2 separate regions of the Mus musculus genome follow, and region 2 is linked to region 1. Evidence: chromatin contacts called from public Micro-C data. All regions are on one chromosome and are shown on one strand. Each heading gives the region's core, a stretch centred on a gene start, on an enhancer-like site or on the middle of the called end of the contact. The rest is flanking DNA. Distances are from core to core; before and after follow the strand shown.

Evidence for each region. A called contact is a pair of places that touch in the nucleus more often than the background predicts.
Region 2: a contact with region 1 is called in a Micro-C map of embryonic stem cells, with 4 times the contacts expected there. The contact joins two enhancer-like sites. A contact is called at or near these places in 3 of 39 promoter capture datasets (hematopoietic stem and progenitor cells and liver), 1 of 15 datasets of contacts at CTCF or cohesin (the NIH/3T3 cell line), 1 of 484 Hi-C or Micro-C datasets (embryonic stem cells) and 1 of 9 other capture datasets (pancreatic islet).

The regions. Positions count from the first base shown.
Region 1 is chr7:97,425,703-97,431,376 of GRCm38.p6, forward strand. No RefSeq gene overlaps it. Among named protein-coding and RNA genes, the nearest start is that of Gm32945, 9.9 kb to the left of the region's middle. Within about 2 kb of position 4,274, at least 66 of the 459 cell types and tissues checked have an H3K27ac peak or open chromatin away from gene starts, as enhancers often do. A contact at or near this core is called in embryonic stem cells, where this site is marked.
Region 2 is chr7:97,802,048-97,806,972 of GRCm38.p6, forward strand. It overlaps a transcript of Pak1 not described here. Among named protein-coding and RNA genes, the nearest start is that of Gm39050, 4.1 kb to the left of the region's middle. Within about 2 kb of position 2,659, at least 34 of the 459 cell types and tissues checked have an H3K27ac peak or open chromatin away from gene starts, as enhancers often do. A contact at or near this core is called in embryonic stem cells, where this site is marked.

The sequences.
Region 1 (5,674 bases), core at 3,024-5,523:
ATCCTACTTCCATTGACAATGCTAAGAAAGCGATCTGATTCCTCTTTGTGCACTCATGCACACACACACACACACACACACACACACACACACAAACACACACACAAACACACACACTCACTCACACACTTCCGTAATTTATTCCGTGTGTCTTCATCTCAGTTTCCATTTTCACTTAATCTTGAACATCTTTTGTATAAGTGTGCATGCTAAGTTGTAATTTGGTGACAGTATGCATGTGTGTATATAAACGTGTGTGTGTGTGTGTGTGTGTGTGTGTGTGTGTGTGTGTGTGTTGGCTGCATCTAAATATCATACATACAGTGATCCCTGAGGAGAAGTTGGGCCTAAGCTGGGCCTCGGGGCCCATGCCTACAACCACAGCACTGATGAGGCAGAGCAGGGGACAGGAACTTTCAGGGACCTTGGGCTACATGGAGAACTCCCTTCCTCAGTAAAGCAAACTAACTCTCTTCTGGGTGGATTAAGCAATAATCTCCCATCCTTCCCTCTCACAAGTCTTGGTTATCAATAATCTACTCCGTGTTTCTGTCGACACCTCAATTCCATTTAATGCATGAATATTATTCATAATAGGAGACATCATTGGTTTAGCCATTCTCTGATAATAGATATTATATTAAGGACACATGTACAAAGGTATGTGGGTGTACATGTGAACACACACATGCACACACACACACACACACACACACACACACACACACACACACACCCTTGGGTAAAACAAACAGTGCTATAACACTGTTGCCCACATGGGACTCCCGGGGATGGTTTGATAGAAGAAAGTCTTAGAAATGGGCAGCAGAGCCAAGTGAGCAACCCTATCCTTAACATGAAGATGCCTGACCCCATCTCAGATCCTCTGGTTTAACAGGGATGTCTGGGAGTGGAGGCGTTTATCCTACACCGTGGGAAGCATGGTTATGCTGGCCTGCCATACTGCTGGGCTCCCTGCTTGGAATCCTGAGCCTGCCCATATGGAGAAAGTCTGCTCCCCACGGCCATTGTGTATCTGATGAGTCATCCACCCAGTGTGACAGGGCGTGGGGTGGCAAAGCCTTGCAGGCAAGCTTCATGGAATGTGTGTTTCCAAATCCTAGGAGCCCAGGCTGCTTACATGGCTGACCATGGGCTAGCGCCCAGTTCTGTGATCTGTTAGCACTTCCTTGGAAGAGGCCAGCTCACCTTCCTCCAAATTCGGTCCTAGCACAGAGATGGGCCTGGTCTGGCTGATCTCTCTGAAGAAACAAAGATTCACAGAGAGGTGGTAGGTGGAGGACAAGGATCACCAGAAAGGAAAAGAGAGAGAAAGAAGGGTTGGCTCAAGGGAGAAAACGTTGAAAGGAGAAGGAAGCAGAGAAGCGAGAAAGAAAAGGCAGGTGTACAGAGAAAAGTGCCAGACAAAGACGTGAGTTAAAGCAGTAGAGGGGAAGCCAGCCCTGGTGACACACACACTTTTGCTGCAACGTTTGTGAGGCAGGGGCAGGTGGATCTCAGTGACTTCATGCCAGCCTGATCTACATATAGAGCTCCAGGCCAGCCAGTGAGACCGTGCTGTCCCCCTACGCAAAAACAAACAGACGAACAAACCACTGAAACAAAAATAGCGGAAGAAGGAAGAGAACACAGGAAAGAAAGAAAGGGACAGAAAGAAAGAGGAGACTGGAGGAGCGGAGAGCAGGGCTGGACTCCAGAAGAAAGCTCCTATATCCGATCCATCAAGACACAAAAGACAGCTTGGGGGAAGCCCTGGCTTGGCTGTAGGTCTGACTGTCAGGCAACCTGGCTTACTGTAGCATGTCCTGCCAAAGACAAGTTTATAGGAGCCAGCTTTCCTGAGTACTGAACTCAGCCCAGTGGTCAGGGTTGAATCAACCCCTTTGTCCACTGAACTAACGTGCTGCCACAGATAAACTTATATTAAAACAATTGTCACACACCTGTGCGGTACCATGGTCTGGAGAGAAGGCTCAGTTGGTTAAGAGCACTGACTGCTCTTCCAGTGGTCCCGAGTTCAAATCCCAGCAACCACATGGTGGCTCACAACCATCTGTAATGGGATCTGATGCCCTCTTTTGATGTGTCTGAAGACAGCTGCAGTATACCCACATACATGAAATAAATAAATCTTAAAAAAAAAAAAAAACAGAACAGAACTGTGTGGTACCAGACTCTGAACATGAGACTGAACATGAGACTCTGAACTCAGAAACGGGATGCCCACACTCGGGGTACCCACAGGGTGGCATCCTAGCCCTAGTAACTTCACAACAGGATAAGGTCCTTGGAAAAGTGCATACTCTTTGCTTAGCCATAAAGAATGCTCCCTGCAAGGGTGTTACAGAGAAAGGGAAGGAGAAAGAAGGAAGAAATGAAATGTAGCCTCATATATTTAAGACAAATATATCCAACACAGAGCCATAGAGCTTTAGATTGGCACAGGGCTGGGCATGTGGCTCAGTGGAAGAACGCTTGCCTAGCGTGCATGAAAACCTGGATTCAGTCCCTGGCACCCAGAGGCATGTGTTAGCAATGCCAGGGCTTTGGAAGTGGAGGCAAGAGAGCCAGGAGCTCAGGGTCATCCTGTACTGCATAGTGAATTCAAGGCCAGCCCGAGCCATTTGAAACCTTATCTCAGAAACTAAGATAAAGATGGAGAGTGAATCTAGGAGGATATTGACATTAGACTCTGTCTTCTGTGCTCACACAAGTGCACAGTGGGCACATGCCACATACAGAAATATAAAAATATTTATTTTAAAACTGTGTGTGAATGTTTGTATGTATGCGTGTATAAATGTATATGTGTACATATATATGTACATGTGTGAGCATATATGTGTGTGGGTTATATGTATGTATATGTATATATGTGAGTATATATGTGTGTTTGTGTATGTATTTGTGTATGGTACATGTATGTAAGTTTATATGTGTGTGAGTATATATGTGTATAGTGTGAGTGTATATGTGTGTATGTGTGTGTAAATATACAGTGTATATATGTGTGTGAATGTGTGTGAGTGTATATGTGTATATGTATATGTGTATGAGTATATATATGTGTGTGTATATATGCATATTTGTCTATGTGTGTATATGTGTATATGTGTATGAGTGTATATGTGTGTATGTGTGTGTATGGGGGGAGGGTATGTACTTGTGAATGCAAGTGTTCTAGGAGTCCTCATCTCCCCTGGAACTGGAATTACAGGTTGTTGTGAGTCTCCGATCAGGGTGTTGGAAATCAGATCCACTGGAAGAGCAGGACTTGCTCTTAATCAATAATCTATTTTTCTAGCCCAAAATAAATATTTTTTAAAATGTAAATAAAAATAAAAATAAGGAGGTTAGGCATAGTAGTGCCTGCCTTTAATCCCAGCACTCAAGAGACAGAGGTAGATCTTTGTGAGTTCAAAGCCAGCCTGGTCTACAGAGTGAATTCCAGGACAGCCAGGGCTACACAGAGAAACCCTGTTTTAGCGGGGGTGGGGGTTGGAAGGTCGGGGGAGGGGAGAGTGCATTGCTCTCGCAGAAGATCAGAGTTCAGTTCCCATCACCAAGATCCAGGAGTTCACAACTGCCTCTAACCCTACCTGCTCAGGATCTTACACTTCTAGCCTCCTGGAGCACCCAAAGACACCCATGGACACACGCACTCAATTAAAAACAATCAAAATTAAAATGTTGATACATTTGGTAGGTGTGAATCCTCGGTTTCCATTCACAGTGCTTGGGGGAAAGGATACTGCAAACCAGGTATGGTGGCCCACACCTAGCAGCACAGCACTGGGAAGGCTGGGACAAAAACAAAGACAAAAAAGAGAAAGACCTTCCAGAGTGCAAGAAAAGCCCTATGATACCAGACAAGGACATAAATGTGCATGTGTGTGTGTGTGTGTGTGTGTGTGTGTGTGTGTGTGTGTGTGTGTGTGTGTGTGTGTGTACATGAACATTTAAAACAGTACAATTCAAATTTTCTGAGTGAATAAACATGTGACAGGGTGTGGTGCCAGTCTCAATTCCCCATGCTATTTAGAGTCACCTTGAATTTCGGTTCCACCCTTGGTAAACGGTTTTAACCATCTAAAATCCAGATTGCTCCCTCCCTACTAGCCTCCCCAACCCCCCACCGCCAAGCTTTCTTTGTGAAGTAAATTTTCTCAAAGTCTCAAAGTCTCTGGCAGGAGGCCAATTCCTGGTCTCTGCTCTCAGTGTGGAAGCCTAGTAATTGAATTCACCAGAAACCTGCCTGTCGCCATAGCAGCAGGGGTCATCAGCTGTAAGCTAGGTCAGGCTTCTGCCACGGGGCACCCTGGGTTGCCAACTCTGTGAAAACAGACAGCTTAAAATGTTTAAGGAAGCAAGCAATAGCTCTTCCCAGCTATGATGCCTGGGAATTAAAGCAATGAGCACAGCACCCGCAAGGTCGCTATAGTGGCACCTATACTTTAACAGGGGCTGAGAGTTCTCTAGTTGGACTTAAAGCCCATACAACATGAGGGAAATCATGTCTGCTCCTTAGTCAACTGCCCCAGACTAGTGAATCATGGCTCTTGGAGAACCTATACCTACCTTCTTACAAAATCAGCGTAATTCCTAACTACATTCTACATATTTATCCTATACCCACAGAAAGCATAGGTCTCATCCTCATCAAAGAAGTGTCTCCTTACAACAGACGGAGACCGTTACAAAAGCCCACAGATGATCTAACACAGAGAACACTCGGCAGTGTTGTTGAACCCAACAGATGCAACAACCCCTGCCCTGAGAACTCAGAACAGAGGAGAGGGTGAGAAGAATGTGGGAGACAGAGAGCCAGGAAGTTGGCTGTGAACATTTTCCCACTGACTGATCTTCCAAAGGTTCTGAGTTCAAATCCCACCAACCACATGGAGATCTGACACCCTCTTCTGGTGTGTCTGAAGACAGCTACAGTGTACTTACATATAACAATAAATACATCTTTAAAAAAAAGAATATTTGCCTCCTAGAAATGTCAGAGAGGCAACACCCGTGAAGTTTCATTGTCATGACTACCTAACCAGACCTGAACGAGGACACCAACACCAATTACAGACTGGCTAACATGGAAGAGGGGCCTCTCATGGAGCCTCAGTCCCAGAAAAGGAATTACAGCTAACAGCAGAATTAGTTTTCTCCAGGAAAGAGCCTCCATATTGGGTACCCAAAGACAAGAGGGCCTCCCTGAAAGCATACATATATTATATATATGTAATATATGTGTACATATATGTATGTAGCTTTTTATTTCTATATTTAGGAATATATATATATACATATATTCTTATATGTACATATATACTCATGTATATGTATATATAGTGTATATGTATGTCATAACAATTAAAGCAATAGAGGTCATGAATTTGAGAAGAAAAGCAAAAGGAGTTTGTGGGAAGATTTGGGGAGAGAAGGAAAGGAGGAAGAAGATGTAATTCTTGTGATTTCAGAAATATTTTTTTAAAAATTGTAAAACAACAACAACAAAAAAGGGTACTCCTGGAGTAGAGGCACACACCTTTGATCCTAACACTCAAGAGGTAGAGGCGGGAAGATCTCTGTGTGTTTAAGGCCAGCCTGATTTACATGTCAGAGCTACATAGTGAGACTTTGTCTCTCTCTC
Region 2 (4,925 bases), core at 1,409-3,908, 370 kb after region 1:
ACAATGCACATCAAAACAAACAAACAAACAATCACTCAAACAAGAACCCCTACTAAACAGCAGCAACAACAAACAGATCTGGGGCTGAGGGCCTAGTATAAGTAAAACTCAGAGTTCTGTCCTCAGAACCACAAAACAAAACAAAGTCCAAATGGAACACTAAACAACCCTACCAAAAAGCCTAGAGCTCTGTTTTCCAAGCTATGTCTTGGTAGTTTGGAAATTTAAGTAGTTTGAAGCAAAATCCAGATACGGAGTGGGATGGGGAGGCAGAGGAAGGTGAAACTCAGGAGTTTGAGGCCAACCAGTTTTACATAGTGAAATCTTGTCTCCCCTCTCCCCCTAAAAGGGTCCAGATAAGGTTTTCATAAGGTTGTTTTATTGATGTCTCATCATTTCCAAGTTTCCTTTTGTATTAATACTTTTGCGTTACTGTGATGAAACACCATGGCCGAGGCAAATTTTAGAAGAAAGTTTATTTGGGTTTACAGTTAAGAGGGTTAGAGTCCATGCTGGTGGGGTGGAGGCAGTAGGCATGGTAAACAGGAGCAAGAAGCTGAGAAGTCAAATCTAGAACCATAAGTTTGAAGCAGATAGAGCAAAGTGCAAATCACAGTCTTTTAACTCTCAAAGCCTGATTCAGTGACATACGTCTTCCAACAAGGCCACATCTCCTATGAGTTCCCAAACAGCACTACCAAATGGGGCCAAGCAGTCAAATGGGGAACATTTTTCATTCAAATCAAACCTCTCAATCCCTTTTGTCATCAGTTCAATTTATTTGAAGAAACAACATTGTTCTATAGAGTTATTCACTTCATATTTTGTATCCTATTGTTTAAACAGGTTCCTTGGTCCTATATATTTATTTATTTTAAAGACTAATTTAATTTAATTTTATGTAAGTATTTTGCCTGCATGTATGTCTATGCACCACATATGTGTCTGGTACCAGAGGAGGGCGAAAGAAGGCACCGCATTTCCTGGGACTTGAGTTATCGATGAGTATGAACCTCTCGAGCACATCCTTTTATTTCTTACAAATCTATAGCAGGATATTAACAGGCCAACTCTGCTTTCCGCTCTCTTTTCCCTATTCTCTCTCTTCTTTTTCTTTCCTCCTCCCTCTTCCCTCTCCTTCCCTTTTTTCTAACCAGAACCTCACGACTGTTAGACAAGAGCTATAGCACTGAGTTACAACCCCAGAAACCTGGTCAGATTCAGGCTTGTTTTGTTTTGAACCAGTATTGGTGTGTTCTTTCATCAAAGGCTCTTGAGTCTTTCTGTGATGCTAATAGCTGTAGAATTCCTTTTTCCTTCTTAATTACTGGACCTTTTCAGCCTTTGCCATTCTTGTTAAATTCCTTCCTTTAAAGAGTCTCTTGGGCTGGCAAAATGGCTTAAAAGAGGCTCCTTGACAAGCCTGAAGACACACATAAACTCAAATAAGTAAATAAATAAAATATCATTTAAAAGTAGTCTTCCTTTGCTGGGTGTTACTGAATATATGTACACAGCTACTTGAAAGACTGAGGCAGGGAGATTGCTTGAGCCCAAACATTGGAGGCCTGTTTTAGTATTATTGTTAGATATATAGAATAGTTCAATTGTTTAAAAAAATTAATCAGCATCCATGCATTCCTTTCTGTTTACCATTAGGCCTGTTCTTACTCATTTTTTCAGTAAGTGCCTTTTAATGGCAAGATCATGAACATCTGACAATATGGCAGATTGTAAAATGGAAGAATTTTGTGAAGTTGAAATACAGTGATTCTGGAAGATGGCTTAAGCCACACACACACTGACAGATGAGAATCAGATAAGGTTAGACGACTTTAAAGTTGAAGGGATTGTGTGCAGTTAGTATAGTTAAGCTGAAAATTTAAATACAACTGGGAGGAAGATTAATGTGCATAATAAAATACCAGGAGAGTCAGAAGACACTATTTAAATAACAAAGGATTAAGAGGATCCTGGGGAGAAATTGATGAAGCTCTTGAATATTTTTATAAAACTGATCTTACACACATATTTTGTAAACTAAATGTGAAATGACAGGTGTTCTTGAAGTTTTTTTATTAGTGGCAATTACAACTTAAATTTTAGTAATGATGAAAAATTGATTTTGATTTATTTTAATAGATTATTAAAGCCTTTCTCTAACAAATTTTTGTTTGTTTTTTGGTAGGAGGAGGGAGGTATACTAGAAATTCTAGTTAACTTTAAGTGATATTTTGGGTACTAGTTATCATTGGATAACAAGAATCCCTCTAGTGTTTGATGATTCTGTTAGATACAGTTCTGAGACTGGAACTATGTTGTGTTCCTGTGGTGCTTGATAAATACATGGTGATCAAGAAAGAAGTGAGAAATAACTGAGTGGATTTGGTATTGTATGGTTCAGAGTGTGTATGGCATGTGTTTGGTGAACTGTTATATTGTTACGTCCAAATGGAAAACCTCTTATTCTTTCTTTTGTTCCTGCCCAGTATGTACTTTAATATTCAGAATCTGTTCTCTGCCTTAGTAGCTCTTGGTCTCATTGAAATTCTTCCTAGAGATTGAGATGGAAATGAGAAAGGCCTTGGGCTGCTGCCTGGACATCCACATTCATGAGAACTTAGAAATGCAAAGGGACCAAATGCCTTGACTGACCTAGCCACTGCCAGGTCAGCCAATCATTGCTTTCCTGCTCTCCCTTTGTTCTCTGTGCCTTTGGTCTTCTATCTACTGGAGGTTTGTGCTACAGCTGTTTCTACCAGTTAATGTAATGCTAATATGCCCCTTAGTGAAGGCCTGGACACACTTGGTCCCGGTTGTTGGGTAAGAGCTCCATGGTACAGCCTTCAGAATATCTTTTCACTAATAGTTGGACTAGACACCTTTTTATACTGTTTTTGAAACCATAGAAGCTATAAGCTGAATATGCTGTTTAGATCTGGGAAGTTTAATTTCTCACCTTATGTAAAAAGAAAGACAAGAAAACAAAGCAAAAAAACCCACAAAAGGCTCATGCCAAATTTATTCCATATGTTATACTTCAACAAAGACGTCGATTTAAACTTTCTCCTCTCTGTATGGTGTAGCAGTTAAACCTCTGCCCCTGGCCTGTCTCTGAAAGCTGAGATGCCGCCATGTCTTGACTGGTATAGGAGTGCTAAATCCAGCAGTTTTAGTTTCTTTACTAAAGCTGTACTGATTGTACTGCTTCATAGGTTTGCATTAGGATACATGGAGAAGTAGTTACAGTATATAACACTTGTGAAGTTCAGGGCCTTGTCTCCTTGCTGCCCTGAAGTATCCTGAGTACCTTGGGGTTGGGGGGGTGGGGTGGTAAACACCATTTGGATTCAGCTTTTTTATTTTTTTATGCTTTTTTTTTTTTTTTTTTTTTGTTTTTTGAGACAGGCTGTGTAGCCCTGGCTGTCCTGGAATTCACTTTGTAGCCCTGGCTGTCCTGGAATTCACTTTGTAGACCAGGCTGGCCTCGAACTCAGAAATCCACTTGCCTCTGCTTCCCAAGTGCTGGCTTTAAAGGTGTCCGCCACCATTGCCTGGCTCAACTTTAATTTATTGAACAAAACTGGCATATGTTGTGGCATCATTCCAGATTCTAGGAAATGAATCTGTCGGTGTAGTCCTCAGTGGCATGGGGTACCTCATTGCCTCTATGAAGGTTGTTCTTTATACTTGAAATAATCCTTCCTGTCTCTTATCAGTATGACACTGGTCCTTTCTTCAGTGCTCACTTATTTTTGTCAAGTCTCTTTTCTTCTTTTCCTCTGTAATCAGCTTTTTTTAATGCAGGTTGTCTGATTGTGAGGGGGGACACTACATTAAAGACTTGATGCAAAGATATGGGCCAAGTGTTTTGGGAATATTATTGTATTGTGTTATTTTTAGTATGGGGCTGTTTATCAGCATCCTTTCTAATTAATTGAGGGAAGTAACAGGATCAATTCTAGTGACTTCAAGCAGCATGAATTCAATACAGTTTTGAGAGAGGGGTTAAAGTCTACTTCTGATGGCTAAGGATGCAGCTCAATGATAGAGCATGTGTTTGGCACACACAAGGTCCTACATTTAATTGTCAGCACTGAAAAAAGAAATCTAAAGAAAAAAATGCATCCAGGTTGAATTTCTTTGAATAAACTCTTTAGATTGCAATTAAGAATTGAACTCCTAACTCCTAAGAATGGCAGATTTTGCTGGAAGCTGTTGCTATGACAACTAAATCTAGAGTTGTGCTTTCTCTGCTGCAGTTTGTTCTGCAGAAAAATGTTCTATGTCCAGTCTAATCCTTTATCTAATCTTGTTCCAAATTGGTATCTAGTTTGAGAGTTATCTACTTGGCAAACCTAAGTCATACTTATAAGAGAGTAAAACAAATCTAATTTTGTTTCCCAAACTGTAGTACCTAGGAGATTGAAATAGATTTGAGAAAACTAGTTTACATATTGGTTATAGAGAGTATTCAGGTGCTAGTGCATTTTTCTAGTACCAAATCTGAAATTCTTTTAGTACAAAACCTTACTTAAATTTTTTGTAAATTATGTTGATTTTTATATCATGCTTATGTTATCTTCCCTATGTTTGTTTAGTAAACTGGCTGAAACCAGCAATGGGAGTGGGGAGTAGGGGGAGAGAGAGAAAGAGAAAAAATATGAATGAGTTTATGTGTGTGTGTAGAAACTATGAATACTTTCAGTCTAGCCACTAATTTGGTCTGGTGCTGGGAATTGAGCCGGGATCCTCTGTAAGAACAAGTGATTTTACTACTGAACCATCTTTTCAGCCTCCTAAAGTGGACTCTCCCCCACTTCAAAAAACCTACTATAGAGTCAAATTGTACTTGCCTATCTCTTGAATTACAAATTTCCAGGGATCTAGCACTTGCTGATTGGTTAAACTTAATCATTATCCAG